Regions from separate parts of the Mus musculus genome. Here region 2 is linked to region 1. Evidence: chromatin contacts called from public Hi-C data. All regions are on one chromosome and are shown on one strand. The core of a region is the stretch at or near the end of the contact, and the rest is flanking DNA. Distances in the headings are between cores, read along the strand shown.

What was found. A called contact is a pair of places that touch in the nucleus more often than the background predicts.
Region 2: a Hi-C map of bone marrow-derived macrophages shows a contact between it and region 1, with 19 read pairs. The contact joins two enhancer-like sites. A contact is called at or near these places in 1 of 15 datasets of contacts at CTCF or cohesin (the NIH/3T3 cell line), 12 of 484 Hi-C or Micro-C datasets (B cells, CD8 T cells, Sertoli cells and 8 more), 3 of 115 datasets of contacts at active chromatin or transcription factors (embryonic stem cells, epiblast stem cells and microglia) and 3 of 9 other capture datasets (adipose tissue, liver and pancreatic islet).

Annotation. Positions count from the first base shown.
Region 1 is chr7:67,341,917-67,346,483 of GRCm38.p6, forward strand. The region is part of intron 2 of Mef2a (myocyte enhancer factor 2A); the gene reads right to left. Among named protein-coding and RNA genes, the nearest start is that of Mef2a, 29 kb to the right of the region's middle. Within about 2 kb of position 2,290, at least 4 of the 459 cell types and tissues checked have an H3K27ac peak or open chromatin away from gene starts, as enhancers often do. A contact at or near this core is called in bone marrow-derived macrophages, where this site is marked.
Region 2 is chr7:67,611,765-67,616,331 of GRCm38.p6, forward strand. All of the region lies in intron 5 of Lrrc28 (leucine rich repeat containing 28), which reads right to left. Among named protein-coding and RNA genes, the nearest start is that of Lrrc28, 31 kb to the right of the region's middle. Within about 2 kb of position 2,392, at least 41 of the 459 cell types and tissues checked have an H3K27ac peak or open chromatin away from gene starts, as enhancers often do. A contact at or near this core is called in bone marrow-derived macrophages, where this site is marked.

The DNA.
Region 1 (4,567 bases), core at 1,040-3,539:
ACATTGACCATAATACCAGCTCATATGTAGTATATTACTGCATCTATCTGATGTTTTTAAAATCTCTTTCAGTGACATACTACAATAGAGGTTTGTAGTTTTCAGGATAGAGGTGTTCCACTCAGTTTTGTTTTAAGCAGTGCCAGGCTTTCTAAATAACCAAGACTGATCTGAGCTTCCCTCCTGAGCCCCACTGCTGGGATTATAGACATGGACCATCACTCTTAGTTAATATCCTGTTGAGCCCCATTTTGGCCCTGGTTTGGGCCTTGAAGACAAACCCAAGCCTGGCTCGAATTTTGAGACCTGTCTCAATCACTTCTGAATCGGGTGACTCAGCAAAACTTTTTAGCCCTGCCTCTGCCCTACCATTGCTGACGTAGAGCTTTGCCATTGGTCCTGTCAGTCACTCCATACCCTGTCACCCTTCCCCACCTCCTATGCTATCTTACCCCACCAAAAATCCCCCTCCCTATGTTCAGAACTTATATAAACAAGAGACTGATGCCATGAAGTTAAGTTTCTGCTTCTACAAGACTCCCAGTTCGGTCTTTCTTTTGGGCTGTCAACATTCGACATCCCCCTCAGCCCTGGAGAAACCCCAGTGGGACCAGGACCTCTCGTCTGGACCTCCTGGCAAGGAGTCGGCAATGTCCTACTTCTTTCTTTTATTAATATATTCCAAAGTAACTTATTATCATTAGAAAACTTATTGCAACTAAGCACAATTATATTGGATTCTCTAAACACAAACACTCAACTTACAAGGGACTAAATCCTGAAAAATCCCATCATCAATTGAAACTAAGTAAAAAATGTTTATCTGACCTTTGAAGACCACAGCCCAGCCTAGCCTAGCCTAGCTTAAAACACCCCAAAAACATGTATGACAATTGGGCAAATCCAGACCTCTAGTCTGCTGTGCCAGGTGAGGAAAAGCTGTTTTCCTCCCCTTCCTCACTGGTGATCTATGGCACATGGAGAGCTGGCCCCAGGGTCATTAGAATGGGAAAATTGGCCATGTCCTTCACTATCTGCAACACTTGGAAGAGCAGGCTCCGCACCTTGCCTGGGCAGCAGAGTAGGGCTGATCCTGGTTTCAGGGGGGTTGGGGTGGTGGTGCTGGTGAGCTGGCCCAGAGGTTGTGGAAGCAGATCCAACAAGCTGATGAGCTCAGGTTCTTTTAATTGGCCCACCTCAGCATCTATCCTATCAATTTAAATGCTGGAGTACTGGTCCTAAAAATCCAAAACTAGAGGATCTCCATGACACAGGGCAAGAAAGAATATACAAGAAGAGTTCCTTTGAGGTTCCAGTATGAATAGAGTAAACCAGACCAATAAATCACTGCAATGAGCATTTGCAAGCAAAGAAATTGCTTCCACAACGAGATGGAGTTTTTTTGTTGTTGTTTTTTGTTTTATTCTCTGTTGTGGGGAAGATTGCAAAAGTAAAGGGCAGGTACGGGGATGAGGTAGATGAGTGGGATTAGGGTAAATGGAACCAATAAAAAAGTTAAAAAAACAAACAAACCCTTAAGAGCATCAGTATTCCTAAGACATCAGTACCTTTCTCAACAGTCAACCCTCCTTTACCTCAAAAGGAGACCATTTTCCTGATTATTTTGGTAGTAATACACAGTAACTCAGTCTTTAGTGAGTTCTCATAACTAAGTATCCTTCAAAACAAGTATTACTAATCACTTAAATCTCAGTTCCTCTACTACAGTTATCACAGACTCTTTGCGGTATTTTCTTGATTAGTAATAGGCTAAGAATCTCTTTGCCTGCTTTGTAAATATTTAGATTTTCTTTATGGGGTGCTTGTCCAAGTCTCTTTTCCTTCTTTCACTGAACTGTCCATGATTGACAAGAGTGCTCTGAATCTTTGGATTTGGCCCTTTTGTCTGCTAAATGTATTAAAATTATCTCTATATTTTCCTATAGAAGCTTCCAACTGTTTTATAGTTTTGCCTTCTAATTAAAAATGAATAATCTGTCTTTGCTTTCTGCATTGTAGAAAATAAGAAAATAAGGTACTTCTTTTTCCAAATAGATTATCAATTATTTCATTTTTAGTTACTGAACAATTCTTTACTCTGCTGTTATAATTTCTGTCCTAAAGCAAATGTCTATATGCACATGGATCCTTTTCTAGGCTTTTGCTTCCTTTTTGTTTAACACAGTATTTTTTATTTTATGGAATTAATCATTGCATAAGCTTAAAACATCTGACTCACTTGATATGATAATCCTTCCTCAAAAATGTCAAACTGTTAAGATCCAGCATCCATGTGTATATGCTTGCTGCCCAGCCAGCATGCACATAAGCACCAGCATACCCACAAATATAATCATACACATACAGGCTCCATCTCCTACACATTTTAAAAAACATGATTACAAAGAAATTTAGTATGCTTGGAAAGATACGGATTCAGGAGTTGGTAAAGTGCTTATTTTGTAAGCATAAGGACCTGAATTTGATCCCCACCACCCAAGTAAAAGGCTAGGCATGGTGCTCACATTCCTAATCCCAGAGCTGAGGAGGCATAAACAAGCGGATCCCTGAGGCTTAGTGGATGACAGTCAGCCTAGCCTAACAGGTGAGCCACAGGTCCCAAAGAAAAACAAAGTGAATGGATGGCTCTTAAGAAACAACACCCAAGGCTGACCAATGACCTCTACTCACATATGCACATGTGCACCCCCACCAGCATACATATGCATGAAGGAGAAACAGAAGTAAAACTTGGAAGAAAAAATAACTATGCTAATAAGTTTGAAACCATCTTGGATGATAGATACTTCTGGAGTAAAACAGTGATCTCAGACTCTCATATTTGCCATACAAATAAGTCACAGAAAAAAAGAAAACTGAAAATAAGAATGAGTGGTGGTATCAGTAGCAATGAAGACAATTCAAATACATTTTCATTTGCAAGGAAAAGACTAGAATAAATGGAGTATTTAAGAAATAATAGCCAATGGGGCTGGTGAGATGGCTCAGTGGTTAAGAGCACTGACTGCTCTTCCAAAGGTCCTGAGTTCAATTCCCAGCAACCACATGGTGGCTCACAACCATCTGTAATGAGATCTGACTCCCTCTTCTGGAGTGTCTGAAGACAGCTACAGTGTACTTACATATAATAATAAATAAATAAATCTTTAAAAAAAGAAATAATAGTCAAAACATTTCTACATTTAATTTTTTTTAAAAAGCTAAGCAAAGTCATCTCCAAGAAAACCATCCAAAATACAACACAATCAAATTACTAAACCTCAGTAATAGTTCCCCCCTCCCCTGCCAACCTTTCTAAGACAGGATCTGTCAGGCAAGGCATGCTTGAAACTCACTATGTACTTCAAGCTGACCTCAAACTCAAAGTAGTCTTCCTGCCTCAGCCTCCTGAGATCTGAATTATCAGTGTGCGCCACCACATCTCTCTTTTTAAGTCTTTTTTCTTTTACTTTCTTTTTTTTTATTTTGGTATTTATTTTATTTACATTTCCAATGCTATCCCAAAAGTCTCCCACCCACTCTCCCACCCACTCCCACTTCTTGGCCTTGGAGTTCCCCTGTACTGAGGCAGATAAAGTTTGCACAACCTATGGGCCTCTCTTTCCACTGATGGCCGACTAGGCCGTCTTCTGATACATATGCAGCTAGAGACACGAGCTCTGGGGGTTACTGGGTAGTTCATATTGTTGTTCTACCTATAGGGTTGCAGATCCCTTTAGCTCCTTAGTTACTTTCTCTAGCTCCTTCATTGGGGGCCCTGTGATCCATCCAATAGCTGACTCTGAGCATCCACTTCTGTGTTTGCTAGGCCCGGGCATAGTCTCACAAGAGACAGCAATATCTGGGTCCTTTCAGCAAAATCTTGCTAGTGTATGCAATGGTGTCAGCATTTGGAGGCTGATTATGGGATGGATCACTAGATATGGCAGTCTCTAGATGGTCTATCCTTTCGTCTCAGCTCCAAACTGTGTCTCTGTAACAACTTCCATGGGTGTTTTGTTCCCAATTCTAAGAAGGGGCAAAGTGTCCACACTTTGGTCTTCGTTCTTCTTGAGTTTCATGTGTTTAGCAAATTATATCTTATATCTTGGGTATTCTAAGTTTCTGGGCTAATATCCACTTATCAGTGAGTACATATTGTGTGAGTTCTTTTGTGATTGGGTTACCTCACTCAGGTTGATGCCCTCCAGGTCCATCCATTTGCCTAGGAATTTCATAAATTCATTCTTTTTAATAGCTGAGTAGTACTCCATTGTGTAAATGTACCACATTTTCTGTATCCATTCCTCTGTTGAGGGGCATCTGGGTTCTTTCCAGCTTCTGGCTATTATAAATAAGGCTGCTATGAACATAGTGGAGCATGTGTCCTTCTTACCGGTTGGAACATCTTTTGGATATATGACCAGGAGAGGTATTGCGGGATCCTCTGGTAGTACTAAAAGACTCTGTAGCTATGGCTGGCTCAGGGGTTAGGAGCACTGAATGTTCTTACAAAGAACCAGAGCTGGGTTTGCTTCCCAGCACCCACGTGGCAGCTTACAATCAT
Region 2 (4,567 bases), core at 1,142-3,641, 270 kb after region 1:
CCGACAGATACACCTGCATAACAACTCAGGGAACATTAAAGAAGAGGGAGCAGAAATAGTGAACGAATCATAACTACACAAAGCCTGCTGTGAAACAGTTTCTCCTAGAAATGGCTGCCTAGACAAGATCTGAACAAAGGCAATATCAACGGACATGATCATGGGGAAAAGTTCACGAGGTCTCACCATAAACAAAGAACCGCAGGCAATTTGAGAGAAGGGGAATTAGCCCCTCTTGGGAATGCCCCTTATCTGTTGGCCAATGCAGTGATCAACCTTGAAACCTACAAGCACATCATCAACAAAATGGGTCTGATGGGTTGTAGTTATGTAAATATGTGTGTATTAGAGAGAGAGAGAGAGAGAGAGAGTGAGACTACCACGTCCCCCTTGAGAGGGGATGGGGGGGCTGTGAGGAAAGAATGGGGAAAAGTGATACAATTCTATTTCAGCTAAGACATTAAATAAACAATGTATCAACAACAAAGAACAAAGTTGTAGTGAGATGTAGAAAAATACCAACTAATTTAACATGTAACAAGTTCCACAAAGAGAATGTGATGCAGAAAAATATTTGAAGAAATGACAGACAACTTTCAATGCTGGGGGAAAAAAAGACAGAGATAATTATTTTTAAAACATACATCAAGCCACATCATAGATAAAACAGTGATACCAAGATAATGAGAACCACCTTCCTACAGCAATAGTGAAAGCCATTAGAGGTGTGGGAACGAATGGACGGCATGAGGACAGACTTTTACCACACACAATGGAGGGCAGGGAAATGGAGAGTCACCCTTAGAGAAAGAAATCTAGCCAACTCAGAATTCCTAAACCAAAAGCAAATAACCCCCAAGTTGGCTCCCTGTCCCTGTGTAGAACTGCATTACAAGAAATAGTGAAGGGAGCCTCCGCTCGAGCTGAGGAGAAGTGCACACAGCAGAAGTCTCTAGGGAAGAGAATGACGAGCATATGTGCATGTTAATCTACAGAGAAAATCTAACCGACCTAAGAGCACCAAGGAAGGATGCACATGGGACTATGCTACTGTCAGGTCCCCTTGACACAACGGCACATGTGTCTCGAGTGTTAAGGGTGCATAGAGAAAAGCTATACAGGAAATAAATACAACACTGAAGCGTGTGCAGGCAACCCGAAATAAAATGGATAGGGAGCACAGAAGAAGCACAACCTATGGTAGTCAGTTGTAGGAAGGGCAACTTCAAAAACACAGACCTTTGGATGGCAAGATGGCTCCCTGGGTAAAGGTGCTTGCCAGCAAGTCTGGTGACATGAATTTGATGTCCAGGACCCACAAATGGAAGGAAAAAACCAACTTCAAGTTGTCCTCTGACCATCATACATGTGCTTTGGTAAGCACGCGTACACTCACGCTCACACAAACACACACACACACACATTTTTTATTTTTTAAAAAAATAAAAAAATGTAAAGCTTGGGCTAGAGAGATGGCTCAGCAGCTTAAGGCATGTAGTGCTCTTACAAATGATACAAATGCAATTCCTGGCATGCATAATTAGGTAGCCTGCAATTATGCAATCACCTATAACTCTAGCTCCAGGGAGTCTGACGGCTTCTTCTGACTCCATTGGTGCCTGCGATCATATGGTCACACCGTCACACAGACACACATGTGCACTTAACTGCAAGATAAAATTAGGAAGGTGCCGGATCGATGGCTCAGCAGTTATGAGCACTGGCTGCTCTACAGGACCTGCATTCTAACCTTGGCTCTCACATGGTCGCTCACAGCCATCATTCCAGCCTAGGAAATTCCTTCTTATGGCTTCCACAGTCATGACATTCATGTGGTGCATAGACATACATGGAGGCAAAACACTCATGTACGTGATTATAAAGTAATAAAGAGAAAAAAATAAAAATAGAAAAGCCATGAGATCACCATTCTCCTATAACAACCAACACAGGTGGTTATGCCACATAATCATCATTCCTAAAACCCATTGGCCCAGAGGTCACAATTATCTATCCTAAGCCAACTTTAATAAGGGACAAACCTACTTTAAAAGAAAAGAGGACCCCAGTTGCTATGCCCTGATTGAAAGAAAGGGAGGAAAGGAATCTGTCCTAGACAAAAGCTAATGAGAAATCAGTTCAGCTGTGAAAGGTAGCTTGTGCGCGCGCGCACACACACACACACACACACACACACACACACACACACACACACACACATGCTGATGCAATTTTCCCAAGGTACTGGAGGCTTTCAGCTAGGGAAAACTGGGGGATGGAGATAATAAGAAAGCCAAGATAAATTTCTGGGAAGCGAGTATAGAGAAGCAAATAAGGCCACAGTGGGACACAGGAAGAACCCTCATGGGATAGGGGCCAGGGGCAGCTCTGGTGATGGAAATCTCTCAGCAATTGAAAAAGCCAGCCACCAGCATGTAAAACAGGAAGCGGTCTCCTGCAAATCAAAGGAAAGGTTCTAAATAGCCTGTAAACACACGACAAGGTACTTGTCACTCTCAGGCAAGAGGAAAATACAAACTAAATTCAAAATAAAGGGACTATTTTTATACCCAGTAGCACTGCTAAAAATAAGCAGGAGAGGCCGAGAGGACCACACTAGGAGGCGGGGCCAGGAGCCTGCTCTGTCCTGCCCAAGGGTAAGGACTGAGCTGGTCTCTCCGAAGACTGCTAGGAAGTGTCTTATAAAGTTAAATGTACATTTGCCCTGTGAAGCAACAACTTTCATTCTTGAGATATTTTGCCCCAAAGAAACAAAAAAGGCATGTCCACAAAAAGCCTTGTTCCACTGGGTTTTCTTAGCTTTATCTGTATGGACGTCACCATTTTTAAGCCTATATGCTCACTAGGAGGAACTGGGTACTTACGCAATAGAACACTGCTTTGAAATAAAAGTAAGTACCGATGTATGCAAGAACATCTACTCAATGAACAGCAGGAATGCTACCCCAAATCATTCGCAATGGAAGAAGCCACATCCAGGGAGCACACTTAAGAACGAGAGAGGGTAGCAGTATGGAACCTGAAAGGACCACTCTGAGGGTAGGAGGGAGACAAGCACCGTGGGAGGCAGAGGGCGGGCAATAAGAACATATGATCTATATGAAAGGAATATCTCAATCAAACCTGTGGCTAACGAAAAGACAAAAGTCACAGAGAAGTCTATTATTATGTATAATTAATGTACAGTAATAGGGCCAATGATTTGACTCAGCAGCTAAGAGTGGTTACTGCAGAAGCCTGGTGGCTGTTGTCTGTCTCTGGAACACGCATAAAGGGTTAGGACAGAACCGACTTCACAAACCTGTCCCAACTTCCACACATGCGCCATGGCTCACCCCACAGCACACCCCACATACCCAAATATCATATTCTCACATAAGAATAATGAAATGTTTAAACAGACTTCATTCATTCATAGAAATATGCATATGTACAATAACAATATGTTCATGATTTTAATTTACAAAAGAAACACAAAGAACACGCAACATGGCTTTATGACATCCCACTTACGCAGAGTCAGGTCAGTCATCAGGAGAGTTGCATAGTTCCTTCCCATGCCGTCTCCCTATCTGTCTACTATTCTCTATATCCTGTGCAGTATTATTACAGTCAAGTGGGACCAAAAGAGGAGTAACAGGCATATTATAGAAGGTCAAAAGGTGACAGAAAACGCCCCTGGCCAAACAGGGACCTGCTAGCAATGCTATGACTGATGCTATGACTGACTTCCCAACCACTAGCAGGACAGTATGGTGCGCAACAGGCTCCGGAGCTGAGAGACATGATCAGTGTGTCACACAAGCAGTCTGAGCCTTGGAGGCACAGGCACTGTGCAGCAGTTGGCTGCAGCTCACACACACCACCCAGCTAGAACTAGCTCAAGTAGAAAGCCTATGACCCTCAAGAACAGAGCCAGGAGGCAGGATACTGAAGGAGGGCAAGATGCCTCAACCTACTGGATGCTTAATGTTCACTTTTCTTTTACTCTAACACGTCTGACCTAGTACCTGAGAAGGTTATCACAGTACAGTGTAATAATCCAGAAAATGAGGCAGATCAACTTTCACAATCCGCCACGCACACCCCACCCTGTCTCTTCCAAACTTCCTAGGAAAGCATTGCTCCTGCTTCCATCAGCCACCCACAACTGGAGCAGGGGAATGCCGAGAGGAGGCAGACACAGAAGCAGACAACAGCAGGACTCCGCAATCCAACAGAGGAAGAACAAGTTTTAGAACCACTCTTCTAAGTCATGGTAAGTTTCAGACACTGATATAGCACTGAGCCTCACAGCAATTTGGACATGCAGAGTCCAACTGTGTACACTCTTCAGAGCAGTTCTCGAGAGCTCGGGCTACCCTTATGGCCTTTTATATGTGTCCTGTGCTAATTTATATCCTGAATACTTTTTCTCAATTAGTGGCTATGACATTGTTTTCAAAGGTATTTCAAGGACACACGTGCGTGCACACACACACACACACACACACACACACACACACACACATGCATGCACGCACATGGCAGCCCATATGCATACACA